Linked DNA regions of Gossypium arboreum: region 1 is linked to region 2. A link is a contact called in public Hi-C data. All regions are on one chromosome and are shown on one strand. Each heading gives the region's core, a stretch centred on a gene start, on an enhancer-like site or on the middle of the called end of the contact. The rest is flanking DNA. Distances are from core to core; before and after follow the strand shown.

Evidence for each region. A called contact is a pair of places that touch in the nucleus more often than the background predicts.
Region 1: a contact with region 2 is called in a Hi-C map of leaf, with 2.7 times the contacts expected there. The contact joins the promoter of LOC108459641 here to the promoter of LOC108457906 in region 2. A contact is called at or near these places in 2 of 5 Hi-C or Micro-C datasets (both in leaf).

The regions. Positions count from the first base shown.
Region 1 is chr4:8,413,926-8,421,023 of ASM2569848v2, reverse strand. LOC108459641 (UDP-glycosyltransferase 83A1-like) reads right to left here and starts at 1,554. Exons shown (of 2, transcript XM_017759042.2): 1 at 958-1,554; 2 at 1-865. The coding sequence starts at 1,438. LOC108458127 (exocyst complex component EXO70E2-like) reads right to left here. Exons shown (of 2, transcript XM_017757398.2): 2 at 6,859-7,098. The coding sequence ends at 7,039.
Region 2 is chr4:8,186,523-8,194,362 of ASM2569848v2, reverse strand. It overlaps LOC108457906 (protein LONGIFOLIA 1-like), which reads right to left and starts at 5,458. Exons shown (of 5, transcript XM_017757111.2): 1 at 4,653-5,458; 2 at 4,143-4,195; 3 at 2,085-4,058; 4 at 1,858-2,008. The coding sequence starts at 4,806.

The DNA of each region.
Region 1 (7,098 bases), core at 305-2,804, 230 kb before region 2:
TTGAAAATCCTGTTAGAGCTACCATTTTCGCTAACACTGTTCATCACCGATCCCTTGAGTTGTAGTGCTTTAGCTTTGAATCTTTCATCATCTACCAATTGCTCAACCTTACCCTTAATCTCTTCTCGTGTAATGATCCCTCTTTCATCTCTGTTGAAGCTTAATCCAATCTTCCAAATGTCACAAATGTAGGTTTCGTTAATGAACTGATCAGCAAAGTAGGGCCAGCAAAGGAAAGGGATCCCATTGCTGAGACCTTCAACAGTGGAGTTCCAACCACAGTGGCTGATGAAGCAAGCAATGGATGGATGAGCTAGAACGGCTCGTTGGGGTGCCCATCCCACCATTTTCCCTCGGCCTGCAAGTCTCGCTTTGAACCCTATAGGGTAAAGTTCATCAGATTGAGTCCCTTCAGTGGTATCTGGTCTAACAACCCATAGAAATGGCCTGTTTGAGAGTTCCAGACCGAGAGCCAGTTCTTGGAACTGGATTGGGTCAAAAACCGTGAAGCTACCAAATGCCACATATATGACTGAGCCTGGAGGCTGTTGGTCGAGCCATTTCAAACAGGTTGCATCCTCAGGCCAAAAACTTCCGGTCAAGGGTCCAAGCTGGTTGGTTGCTGAGAGTGGACCAATGGGTAGGATCTCAGGGATTAAGCTAAGTGCTCCTGGTTCAAGGTCGAAAGTTGTGTTGCAGATTAGCCACTCAACATTTTCAACAGCTTTGTTGTTTCTCATAGCAAACTCGAATATAGTCTTTTGTGCGGTGAAATCACCAAGACAAACCCACAAAAAGTTGTTAGGGTGCATTGCAGGTGTGTTTGGGTACAGTTGAATCATATTTTCTCCATTGATTGGAGTTCCTGCGCGCAAAATAAAAAATTTCAAACAATGTTGGTCAATGAATCAAATATCTCAGGAATGAATCAATAACTTGATTGTTATACATATTCACCATGTTTATCAATGACTTGATCATCGAGCAACTTATCGGTGCTAAAAAGCAAGGCCAAAAGCATGGCGGAAGCAGGCCAGAAAGCAACTCCAGGTATTTCAAACTCTGCAGCAATGTCAAGTGCCCATCCCATGTTCACATCAGCTATGACACAACTGATCTTATTATCTTCAGATCCATTAATCTTCTTCACCAGCTTCTTCAGCTCCAATGGCATCACTTTGCTGATTCCATAGGTTAACTTCCCTAATTGCTTCCTATCCTCATCGGGTTCCATGCCGTCGGGGATCGAAACCAGACGAATTGAGCCCTCTCCATCAACCTTGTTGCCGAATGCATCCTTCACTCTCTTGTGATTGAAATCCGTGTTGACAAAGGTGATTTTGAATCCATGGCTAACCAAGTTATGAGAGAGCTCCATTAGAGGAATTACATGGCCTTGTGCTGGATATGGTATTGCTAGAATATGAGGATTGCCCATTTTCTGCTTTCTAATTCTCTCTATACAAGACTCTGGACTAAAGATTATGTTGGTTTTATAGAGAGATTTTGGTAATCCCCAATAACCTTATTGGAAATGTTAGTTTTTGTTTTCTTTTGGTTGGAGATTCTCTCAAATAGGGTGTTGGATATACACTCAATAGGGGTTGTAATTTTAAAATATATACATCAAAATCAAATTATGCTTTGGTTAAAATGTTAAAAAGATATTGAATATCATGATTTTTTAAGGTTTAAATTTCATTGGATAAACTACGTAGTTAGTGACTCAAATTTCATAAGTTTTTTATTTTTGGTATCAAAAATAAAAAAATTTCATTTTAAGCACTACTATTACCAACCATTCATTTTAATAATCCACCAATAACTTGAAGTTAGACAATGCTATTTTGCACTCATTTTAATCACCCAACTTTAGTAAAATTTTATTTTAACCACTCATTTTCTTTTTTCATTTTAGAATTAATTTTATTTTTTCAGAAAAAATCCTAAGATTTTACTATAATTGAATTATTTAGCTGCAGGAATGAAATTTAAGTTTTTTCCTATAAGTCAATTTCCTCTAAAACCTATCTTTTTCATGTAAAAATCAAAGCTTTTCCTTCTTTTACTAGAAAAAATAAAATTAATTCAAAAATAAATTAAATAATTTCCTGTAAAAACCTAAGTAGTTTTCTGTAAAACTTAAGTTTTTCGCTTTTTATCAAAAAAAAAACTAAAATAATTTTAAAAGGAGGAAATTAAAAGGTAATTTGGTTTCTCAAATCTTAGGATTTTTTCTTTTAGTTAAAAACTAAATTAAATTTTAAAAAATAAAGGAAATTAAAAAGATAGCTTGACTTTTTCTTATAAAAATATAAGTTTTTCCTGTAAAAATTCAAGTTCTTCTCATAAAAGTTCAAGTTTTCTCTTGGGAAAAATAAAATTAATCCTAAAAAATGAAAGAATTTAAAAGATAAAATGAAAATTAGTGACTAAAAGTTACAAAAAAATGAACATTAAATTAATCGCAGGAGACCACAATGAAAACGGTTATTACTAGCAGTCCCTAAAATACAATTTTTTTATTTTTAATGTCTAAAATAAAAATTTATGAAAGTTAAGTGAGAAACTATATAGTTTACCCAATTTCATTAAATGTATTTTTAAAATTGTATATAAATATATATAAAAAAAAGACAAAAACAACCTAAAATATTTGTTAATAAGACTCTTGTTTAATTCTACATCGTTTGTTTGCAGGAAAAAGAAAAAAAAATGGTATTAATCATTTCATAATTTGGTGATTAACAATGAAGTTTGGATAAAATAATAATTTATTTATTTTCTTTTTTTGCAAATTAACCAAAACAAAATAAAATAAAATTTGTGTTTTCATTTTCAATGACTTGGGTGCTTCTTCCTGGGAATCATCGTGCATTATTTGGCTTAGCATTGCATTTGGGGTGTTTTATTTCCAATTTTGGAATCTTATAAACATTAAACGACATTTCTTTCATTTTTAGTTTATCGAACTTTTGCATATGATTCAATTAGCAGGCCTTCAAGGAAATTTATGTAAATACAAATCGAATAATAACTTTTTTACCTTCTAATTTTACAAAAGAGTCATTTTAATCATCAATTTAATTTTTATTTTTTTAACTCTTAAGCTTATGTTTTTGTTAAATCACTTAAAATGAATAGAAATATTAACGCATTTTAACTTTTCTAATGTTGAATATACATGGATGACATGTCAGCATTCAATTAATTTTTAATTTTACAAATTTTAAAAATATTTTAATTATTAAAATTATTTAAAAATTATATTAATTAGAAAAATATTTTTAACATTTAAAATTTTAAAATTAGATGTTAACATATCATTTATATGATAATCCACGTATATGTCACGACAATAAAATTAACAAAAACATTAATTTTTCTATTTATTTTAGAACAATTTGATAAAATATAAATTTAAAATTAAAATAAATATTTTCTAATTGAAAGGCCAAAATAGTCCTTATATCAATACAAAATAAAGTTGTTTATTATTATGAGGCAATAATTGGTGAACAAATGATGTGACAATGAATTCATAATTCATAAATGTTAAAACTTTTATATAAAATATTTTTTTATATAAATTCTAAAAATATTTGCATACGACTCGTGTGTTTAAATTATTTTATGTCAAAATAAAATAAAATTATTATAAATATGAGGAACATCCATGATAATGTTAAAAATATTTGGCGTGATACTATATATAAACTTCAGTATTCAGAGCCTGATTTAGGGGCACTGGCAGGCGGTCGGACCTTTAAAATAGAAATTTTATTATATTAGTCTTTTAAATTTTAAAAATTTTAAATTAATAAAGATAAAATTACACTTTATATTTAATAATAATAATAATTTAATTTAATTTTTTAAAATTATAAAATATAAATAATTTAATGTCCACCACTAATTTTTTTCTGACTTCGCTCCTTTTAGTATTGATATAACTTTTGTTTATTCATATTGCTGAAACATCATTTCAACTTTTAATTTAGAAAATTAACATCAAGGAATTATTTATTTGGTTTAGAAGTAGGTGGGAAGTTATATAGATCACATCACTCTAATTTACAAAATATTTTTTAGTAATTGCGGTCTGACAAATTATTGGAGGCATGGAAATTATGCACATTAATTATCCAGGAAAATGAAAAACAATTGTGTGAGTTATCATGACAAACTATTTCACATAAATTATGATTTTCTTTTAAAAAAATAATGTCAATTTTCTTGTTGATAAAGAAACATTTTTATATTTAATATATTATAAATTGGTTATTAAATTATTAGAAAGTTGCAAGTTAGTCATTAGCTCGTTAAGCTGTTAACAAACACCGGATGTAGAGATAGGTAAATTTGTAATTTTTCCACTAAACTATTATTAATTTTACAATTTAATCATTCAATTTCAAAAAGTTACAAGCTAGATGTTGAATTATTAGTAAGCTTATATGTTTATACCTTATTCACTCAATCATTGCACCGTTATTCCCTAACTTAATAATTCAAACAATACTAATAACTCAAGCCTTAAACCCTAATAAGTCCAGTGTTAACTAGAGTTGTCCATGGGTCGAGCCGAGGCCAAGTTCCAAAAACATTTACATGCCCAAACCTGTTTTCGGGTTGGCTTGACCCACCCAAAAAAATCATTTATTACTAAAAAAATAAAAAATATTAAATATATATTTAATTAATATTTTATATATTTCATAATTAAATTAAAAAAATATTTTTATTACTTGAATTGAATTCGGGTCAAGTCGAGTTGAAGTACAAAATCATTATCCAAGCCGAGCCCAAGTCGAGCTAAGCCTATTGGGCAGGCGAGCTACCTAGCCCTTAGACGAGTCTGCTGTCAACCCCATGCCCCATCTATAACCAAACTGACTTAGCAATCCTTTATTATTAACCCACCTACCATTTTTCCTTTGGCTAAAACCATAACTCAAGAAAATTCACAATTAAAGTATTCATACAACCTTTAGTAACCAAATATCACCAAAATCATAATCAAAGCAAACAAAAATACCAAAAAAGCAAATAAAAAAAATGTCTCTTGTTTCAGCAAGCCTCAAACTTGACCTACATAAGCAAAAGGAAAGAATAAAATCAGAGAAAAAGAATACATAGATATAAAAGGAGACTCAAACACACCAAGTTCAATCAAAAGTTAATTGGAGAGCTCCAAACAACAGGGGCTCAATCCAAAATTCCAAATGTCCTAAGAAGAGGAACATATTGAAGAGTTAGGCGACCATTCAACCATTGGACAAAGATTGGAGAACACCTCCATTAAGGGTCTGAGTTTAAATCAATGAAGTTTTAGACCATTTCAAAGAAAATTAAACCATAAAATTAAAAGAGGGAAAAAGCTTCGGTTTAGTGTGTTTTTCTTTGTGGAGGAGGAGGTCAGATGGTGGCAAGATTATCGAAACACAATTGTGAAGGAGGTCCTTAAAACCCTAAACTTTAAAATAGTTCAGTGACCAACTTGTAATTTTTTTGAAATTGAGTGGTCAATGTGTAAACTTACTAATAGTTGAGTGACCTTAGGTGTTGTTTCCCTTATGATGATGAATAGTGAGTTAACGACCATTAGACATCCATTAAAAATTTAACATCCAAGTGACTTAAATGATAACTTACAAATAACTTAATAATCAATTTTTAACTTTTAAAATTGAGTAACCAAAATGTAAATTTACTAATAGTTGAATGACCTTAAGTGTAGTTTACTCTTTTATATATTTTGATTTCAAATTCAAGTATGGAAGTTTAATTATATTAATAATATGTTTTGAATAAAATTATTAATTAATACAGAAGGAAAAACTTAAAAGAAATAGAAATATTATAATAAAAATAAAATAAAATAGTAAAAACTCATCCGATCTTACAAGTTATAGGTTGAGGGGTGTAGTAGATTATGAATAGTAGTATAGAGGATGATATTCTGTATGGTTAGTGAATTGTGTTGACAAATTCAACCACTTTTTTTGCTAAGAGAAAAATGGATCCCATTGATTTATGTACATGAGAATTTTGTGTGTTTGATTTCTTTTGTTCTTACCCTCAAAAACATCTGTAAAACAACATCTACAAAAAGGCATTTCTCTCCTGAATAAACACCACATGTCAAATTGGGAACCTCAACACTCTTCCAAATGTCAAGAAAAAGAACTAGTCTTTGGACATAAATGTGCTGCATCTTAACTTTTAAAAAACATAAGTAAATTTTCATTCATCAATATGATACAAATGCTTGGCACTTGAACACCAACTTGCCATCGCAAAGTTGTATTGAGAATTCTAGTTATTGTTGAATCACCACTGAATTATCCACCTAAACTTAATGTTGTTGACCCAGCATGCTACTACTAGTCAAATACCAAAGCATATGTATGTGAATCGTGAATACCATGGTACATTTCCTTGAAAAATTCAAACATACACAGGAGAATTTTCTCAGTTGACTTATTTGGCCTTTAGCCTCAGCATCTTTAAGAAAGAAAACCAACAAAGCTTCGTCTAAATTCAGTGTCTCTTAGTTGAATTCATTTATCTCAACAAGACATTTCAAGTTGACATAGTCTAGGACTTTTCCTGTTATCAGGTTCTTTGTCGTTAGGCATTCACTTGCGTCACAATTCTTATATTCATGTATCATAAATGTATGGTCCTTACTGAATTCCTAACCAAAAACTTTATGAAATAAATGCTTTGAACCCAAGTTGGCTGACAGGTATGAGCCCCCAGCAAGTTGTCTTGTAATTGTTGAACTGCTTTGAATTTGGCCCAAAGACAATGATTTGCCATTTTGTCATCTAAATATTAATGAGCAGCACAATGTGCAAATCCAAGCCAAATGACATTGATCTAAATCTAGTTACAAGAATGGGATTACAATCGGTTTCTTTTCGACCGGAAACCTAACCGACATACAGAATTGCTTTAATCCATCTGTTTATTTGATCAAACTGAAAAAGAAAATACAAAACCTGTATTTACCTACGTTATTATATCATAGAATCATCTCCTATTGGGATTATGCAATGATTTTTGGGATCCCTCAAACAAGTCTAACAAGTA
Region 2 (7,840 bases), core at 4,209-6,708:
TTATAGAAAAATGTGACCTCAATAATTAACTGGAAGAGCCTTCTGTAACAAATAGTACCTTCCTCAGATTCTTGTTTCATATAGATTCTATCCTTACGCAATGTTTAAATTGTTACATTATGGTCCCCACATGTATTATGTGATTACTAGTAAGTATGAGTTAATTTACTGGTTCTTTTGGTGGATATATAGTTTTTGAAGCTTTCATGCTGATCATGGATAAACCTTACTTCAAAGTTTCTTAATGAATTTTCTTGACTTTCTAAACTTGGAGTGCGCAATACAGAATTGGCATAACATCCCCCATTGATCCTTGAGGGGACTATTACTTTGAGTGCAGCAGGTTGTTAATCTCGTAATAGATTTTGAAAAATTGAAGGTGGAAGATGGTGAACAGTTATGCAGTATTCATCGAGTATCATGACTATTGCCAACAGCATCAGGTTGCTTGGAAATGCATTCTCATCCAAGAGGATTCTAAAGAAAGTTATTATCACTTCCTAAAAAATGAGTCTAAAGTTTCATCCTTCGAAGATTAAAATACTTGTTTACGATATCTTCATTAGAAAGCAGAGAAGATTAAGCTAACAAGAAGAAGTTACTGGGGGTGCTTTTCAAGCCAAGAACAAAGAAAAGACTGATTTAGGTGTAAGAGCTGAAACTTTGGTGGCAAAAGAGAGAAGGAAAGACAGGGAAAGAAGTAAAGCTGGTGGAAAAGTAGTTATCCAGCATGCTCAACACTATAAGAAAACAACTCTTTTGGAAATTTACTGTTGGTAAAGAGCTAACATTCAGTTTAGATCATGCAAGCAAATGGAGCATATTGAACACCAATGTGGTGCATAAACTCAGATTGCTGAAAACGGTCAACTACTAGTGGGGCATATGCCTGCTGCAACATGTTATGCAAGCATCAACAACCACAGACTCCATTAGTTTGATAAACAGTGGTTGCATATATAACATGGTTTCTGATGAAGACATATTTGAGGTTCTTAATAGAACCTACAATTCAAAAATCGAAATTGGCCGTGGAGATTTTATAGAGGACAACTTACTTGACAGAAGAAACACACGTGGAGAAACCTAAAGTTTTGCTTCAAAAGGCAAAGAAGATAAGGTTTACCAAGCCAAGAAGCCCTTGTATGGATTGAAGCAGGCGTTTTGAAGACTAGCGTGGTAGAATTGACAAATGCTTGGACTCAAAAGTATTATTGAACTAACTTTGTCTGTGAAGAAATCTAAAAATGAGGATATGTTCATTCTTTTTCTATATTTGGATGATTTACTTGTATTAGAGCAGCCTAATCTTGGTGTAAGAAATAAAGAAGATTTTTTAGACGACATATTTCTTTGGATACAAATTCTTCAATCTTAGTTTGGTATTTTAATTGGGCTGCAGAAGTACTCAATAGAAGTGCTAAAGAAGCATTATATGGAGAGTGAGCAAACCAATGCTCAAGGTGGAAAACTTGTCAAAGATGTTTTCAAGAAATTTGGTGCAAGACTTATAGAAGCTTGGTTGATCGTCTGTTGTATCTGACAGCAACAAGGCTTAACATTATACATGCTATTAGTTTCCTCCCTAGATTCATGCATTGTGGAAGTGTGATGCACTTTTGAGTTAAGAGGGTGCTTAGGTATGTCAAAGACTTAGATGCTTTGAATGAAAACTTACTGAGCATGAACTTGTAAGCTTTCCAGCTCCCTCTCCTAGTGTTAAATGTACATTTTTGTGTTTGGGTTGATTTAAGATCAACATATAATTTGTTTTCATAATGAAATGATTATAGAACCCATTTTAATTTGAAGTTTCAGTTGAGCACAATTAATGCATAAAGGATACATGAATTTTACCTTCAAAAGCTTTTGATGTTTTCTTCACAGGAGACGGTGATTCATCTCCGTAAAATGCAGCATCTAGAACAGAGACAGGACTAGGCTGTTCCGGGGCAGTTCTTGGAGGTTCTGCTTTTGGATCACCTTCAATTAACCTTGCTGCTGGATTCTGAATGACAGAATTTTAAGCTGGTTTAGAACATTATCAAAATACTATATGAATGAAATGAAGGAAGAAGGCTTACTTTCTGCTTCGTTTCCTGTTCTTGGGAGAATGTACCCTCTATCTTGCCATAACTTTGAGCAGTGACTTCAGTGTCACCATAGGAGGCCATGCTCATATTGCTCTCAGATTGCATCGAACTATCATCTCCTTGGTGATTCAAATCTCTCATGTCACTACTGATATCACTCAATTGGTCATCACTTTGCCTCAAATTGTGAGATTTATGCCTGGGCTTCTGACGTGGCAAGCCTGATTCTGCTTGTAGACTGCTTGATTGTCTTCTGCTTTTTCTCTGGTCTGATGCTGGATCGGTGCGACGAGACTGTTTTTCCATTTCAAGCTTCTTCTGGTGCAGTTTAAGGCATGTGGTCTCTGAGCTTACTGCAATGTTAGTATTTTCTTGAGCAGTAGGTGATGGCACTTTTGAAATTTGGTTGTCTCTTAGAGTTCTGGCAGTATTTTTATCCCTTGAATGGAGTCGACTGGAAGGATCCTTGGGAGTTTTAGGTTTCGGAATTGAATCTTTATAGGATTGCTTGTCAGCCTTTTCACTTCTCGTATTTGCATGGCTGCTAGTGCGAAGCCTTCTTAAACTGCTGGTTGCAACTACTATTGAAGTAGAATTGCTGCCATTTTCCATAACTTTTTCTTCTTTTATAATCTTGATTGGCAATTTAAGGCATGTTGGAGAACTAGTTTCCTTGATCGTGGCTGAAACTGCATTTTTACTATGTAGCTTTCTCAAATTTGGTGCTTCTGAGCTCTGGCCAAGGATGCTGCTTGTGTGAGATATCAAACTTGAAGCTTGCTCTTCTTTTCTGGTATTTGACATCTGCTTAGACATCTGCATTTCTTCAAGTGTTTGTTTAAGGGCTCCAATATCTTTTCCCGACTTCATGAACTCAAGTGCTGCCAAACTTTTCTCAATTTCACTGTAAACATTTAGAAAGGAGTTTGGGGCTTTCATTGGAGTTTCTCGACTCTTCAAAGCTCCCTTGTTTCCATCAAGCTGCCTCCATGGGGCAGATTCAATTGGGCATCTAGTTGCAACAGGTTTCTTTGACTCTACATTTGTCATGCGATTGCAGGGTGACCTTGGTTCCTTTCCTGAATTTCTTGAACAACCAGAAATCGAACTTTTCTTTTTCTCATTAATTCTTGATGAGGGTGAGGCGGGATTGCTTTTGAAATCTTGACAGGTTTCGATATCTTGACTTCGATTTCCATTGGTTAGCATGGGATTTAGCAATGCTTCCACCCCCATCAACTTGGCTACAACACTAGATGGTCCTTTGTAGCTTCCAGGTTCTTGCTCTTGGTTTCTTATATCATTTGATTTCATTCTACTTCTGTTTATCTCTCCTAGAAGAAAATCCGATCTCATACTATCGACGGAACCCTTTATGGAGCTTTCCCTACTATCTAGTGATAGCCTTGGGAGATCTTTGGGCTTAATTTTATGTGCATCTTTTGCCCCCCTCCCATCATAAGAGAGCCGAGGAGCATCCTGTCGTGCAAAAGTGAGAGAACCATCCTCGCATTCATTGTACATTTTAGGAGTCCCTTTAAGCTTAAGAAGGGCATGACTTGATTCATTGAGACTGGTGTTCCTCGTCTTTGAAGGTTTTGGTGACTGCAAAGGCCTTGGGGAATCTATATACTTCAAGGTTTGGTGCTGCCCCGCTTCCACTTTTGTTGCAGTTTTAATCGGTAATCCACAGGCTTCTCTATAGATTGAATCTTTAACCACATCTCGGAGGTTAAGGGAGTTTTGGCTTGATTGCAAAGAAGCATTTGATCGATGACTGGATATTTCCTTCCTCGGGGTTTCGTGGAAGGCAATTTGGCTTGATGAAGATCGGTCTACTAGAGATTCTTTTCTGCAGTCAGCAGGTGAGAAACTGGATGAACAAGAGGAAGAAGACAACAAGGTTCGGGGTGATTCAAAGGAGTATCTTTGTTTCTCCTTCATAGTCTTCTTCAGATTATTTCCCTGCAGGTGCAATGTAAGTTACATTAACCTTAATTATTTTTGTCAATTCCTCCATAGACCTAAGTGACCAGTATTTTTTCTTACTTTTATCTTGTCTGAACCAGTCTTGGCTTCTGTTCCATGCTTGCCATTTTGACCTAGTCAAACACTGAATGTCAGCCATAGAAGGAAGAAATCTGGATGATTTTAGACATTAGAAGGTTAGCAATTACAAGCACATTACTGAAACAACAAATTCTGGTTACTGCATAGAAAGTGTTCCAACTCCAATCTAATCCACTATGTTAGTGTTTTCAAATTGGAGTTAAAACATGTTTCTGAAATTAGCAGAACCTGGAAACCTCTTAAAACTCACAAGTTCTCTAGGCCTAAAATCCGTGTTACGTCTAACGCATATTCAAACATAACTATGAGGTATAGAATCTTCTAAATATATGAAAAGACATAAGAAGAAATTAAAGATACGCACTTACCCTTGAGTCAAGTAACATAGCCTATAACATTCATGATGGAAATTCAGAAACATTAACCTGAGGGTGATCTTTCTTTACAACCTTGAACACTTGAAAAAAAAGTAAATATAATTAAAAGTACCTGAGGGAAGCCTTTTGCGGTTTGGACTGGTAATGTGCCGGTTACCATAGAAATGGTGGCAATCGAAAAGCTGGAATAGTCCATTCATGCACCCAATCTGCTTCTGCAAATCTGGGTTTTCATCTGACAAAGAATACATAAACTTTGATGACATCCTAAACTTTTAGCAGAACCAAACCTGAACTTTCTTAGCTCCCAAACAAAACTTCTGGGTACTTTCAACGTCTCTTCACAAGGTTAAAATGCCACATGCATTGCCAAAAACCTTGTAAAGGGTTCTTTTCCAAGTATGTTCTAGCTACTTAAACATCCTAGGATTCTGAAACCTTGTAAAGGATTTTTTTTTTCTACCCCTGCAACTAGGATATTTCTTTCTTTTGGAACTGTATGTGAGGTTTCAGAGAATTATGTTAGTAAATAACAGAGAAGACTGAAAGGGACAAATTTAAAGATACACAGAGAGATTGGTATAGCCCCACATTTCCATTCTTTGCATTTGGAATGAGATTAAAAACGTTTTCTTCGGGGCTTCCCTGAACAAGGCAGACAATAACCCAAAGGGTCCCCAGTGACCACCTTCTATGGACTTAGCTAACCTATCAAACACCGCAATGGAACCTCTTACTGCACAAACAGATGTTAAGTTCTAGCATATGTAGGCAATGGGAATGTGAAAAATCTTACTTCTTTTCCTCTAATATTATAACATTTAATGTATGCCTAAGAAGCGGATACTTCAGATTTGGAATGTAGGACTTCAACAAACTACCTCAATAATTGGAAAATAAAGACAGTTCGCTGTGTGAATTTAGATTTATCATAGGGTAGAGTCGTGCATCCTAATATTAAGATTAAAAATAGTCTTCCATAGAAAATTAAACTTCCAATATACTAAGGGCTTGTTTAGTGGGGGTTAAAAAAAAAATACTTTTGGCTCCAAAAATATTTTTGGAAGAAAATTTGTACTAAACAAACTGTTTTTAGTTGAAATTTTTACCTTTTCAAAAGTACTTTCTGAAAAGAAGCATTAATTAAAAATAAAAATATTTTTAAAATAATAAAATGTGTTAATATCTAATTGTAAATATTTAATGGTTATATTTAAATATTTAAAATATAATTCATATATATTCTAATTAAATTTTATAAAAAATAATATTTATTGCTTAAAATATTTAAAATTTATATTTCATATATTAAAATATTAACGACTTATAATAATTTTTTATTCTTACTAAAATATAATAATATTAACTAATTTGAACATTATTTAAATGCATATTTGTTATTTGATAATAACAAGTTTAAAATGAACATTTTATTTATTAAAAACACTTTTGACCGTAATTTTAAACACTTAAATCTTAAAATAAACTTTTCAAAATCACTTTTCAACCGCACTTTTCTACAATACTTTTTAAATGCATTACTAAACTAGTCTTATGTCCAACTTGGCTCCACCCTTTTAATTTTATAATATTTTTATATGTTATGTAGTTTATATCACATAAAATATTAATATATAATAGTATAATGTAATAAAATTATTATACAAGAGCCATTAGCTAAAGGGAGTAGTAGTTAAGACACTTTGTTAGCATTCAGAATTTTTTATTCATTATATATGTTTAAAATAATTTTAAACAAAATTTAAGCATTAGACTTAACTTATCAAATATATATAATGTTAAGTGCAAGAATTCAATCCAGTTATAGACATTTCTAGTGTGATTATGTGAAGAACCATAGGTAGATCAAATTGTTATAAATTTGAAACATTCTAATCGTGTTTAAAAGTTATATAATATTTTGAATTATTAGTGTACAAACTTATTAGGTTAAGGGTGGGTCAAATGCGCTTTGGGAATTTTCTCCCACTTTCATGTGAACAAAATAATGTGGGTGGGTCTGCAATTTAGACCTCTTCCCCCCATGACCATGTGGAGTTTGTCAGACAGTGGCAACCAGCTTCACCATCTTGCTAGAAAGTGGATTTATGTACTGCAATCATCATTCCCCTCTCTTTTTTTTTTTTTTTTTGCAAATACTCAAATTTCGAGTGGTTTAAAGTTTTACTTGAATAATTTATAAATTTAATTATTTTTTATTAAATTATTGAAGAAATTTAAATTTCAACATATGACATTAGGTGTGAAAATCGAGCTCATTTTTTTTATGTAATACTCTTACAAAACTTTATTTATTCTAATATATATTTAGAATTGGAGTTATTTACGAATGAATGAAGTTGAAATTTGGGAAAATGGATGATCATATTTTCCTCATATGCATTTTAGTTTAATTTGTCTATACTAAATTAAGGGATGACATCCAGATGCTGTTCATTGGTGAATATGGCTTCGTAACCAAGAAACCATTTTTTTCTATTTAAAATATTGACCTAAAATGGAAAATTACGGTGCCTTGCCATATATATAAAGATGGATTTGAGAAATAATTAAAATAAAACACATAATAAACACGATATAAATATAAAAATATATTATTTATACAAAACTTGAATTATTCATACATATATATATATATATATATAAAAGTTTAGAATTATTCATAATTTTTTAAATTTTAAATGCAAATATAAATATACTTTAACAAATTCGAATCAACATCCTCTTTATATAAATATAATACAAATAATAATTACTAAAAAATTAACATTAGTACAAATGTGGAGTACTATGAAGCAATTCAACCACAAAAGAGATTAGTGATTTTGAATCCAAATTTGGAGATTATATTAAAGCTTAATGATTGCAATGATTGAAAAAGGGGTCTATCAAATTGACAGTTCATTAGTTGCAAGAGTTTTACCTACACTGCACATGCATTTCCTACTGTTACTATTATTATCATTATTGGCCTGACATCCTCATGCATCCCATAGCCACTGATTAAACCAAAGTTATTATTTCAAATTCCTAATTTTATTTAAAATACTCAAATTTTAAACTTTATTTAAAAAATATCTACCTTTTTATCAACTTGACCCAAGCAGTCATATCTTTGATAAAATCAGAAATGGTTAGGAAGGCCTAATCTTACACAATTGAAACAAGGTATGAAACTTGGTTTGATGGAGCCTTCAAAAGAAAGATTCCTAAAATAGGGAGGGTTCATAGGGACCTTCCTGTTGGTGGGTTCAAATGAGTTGATATGTCACTATTGTA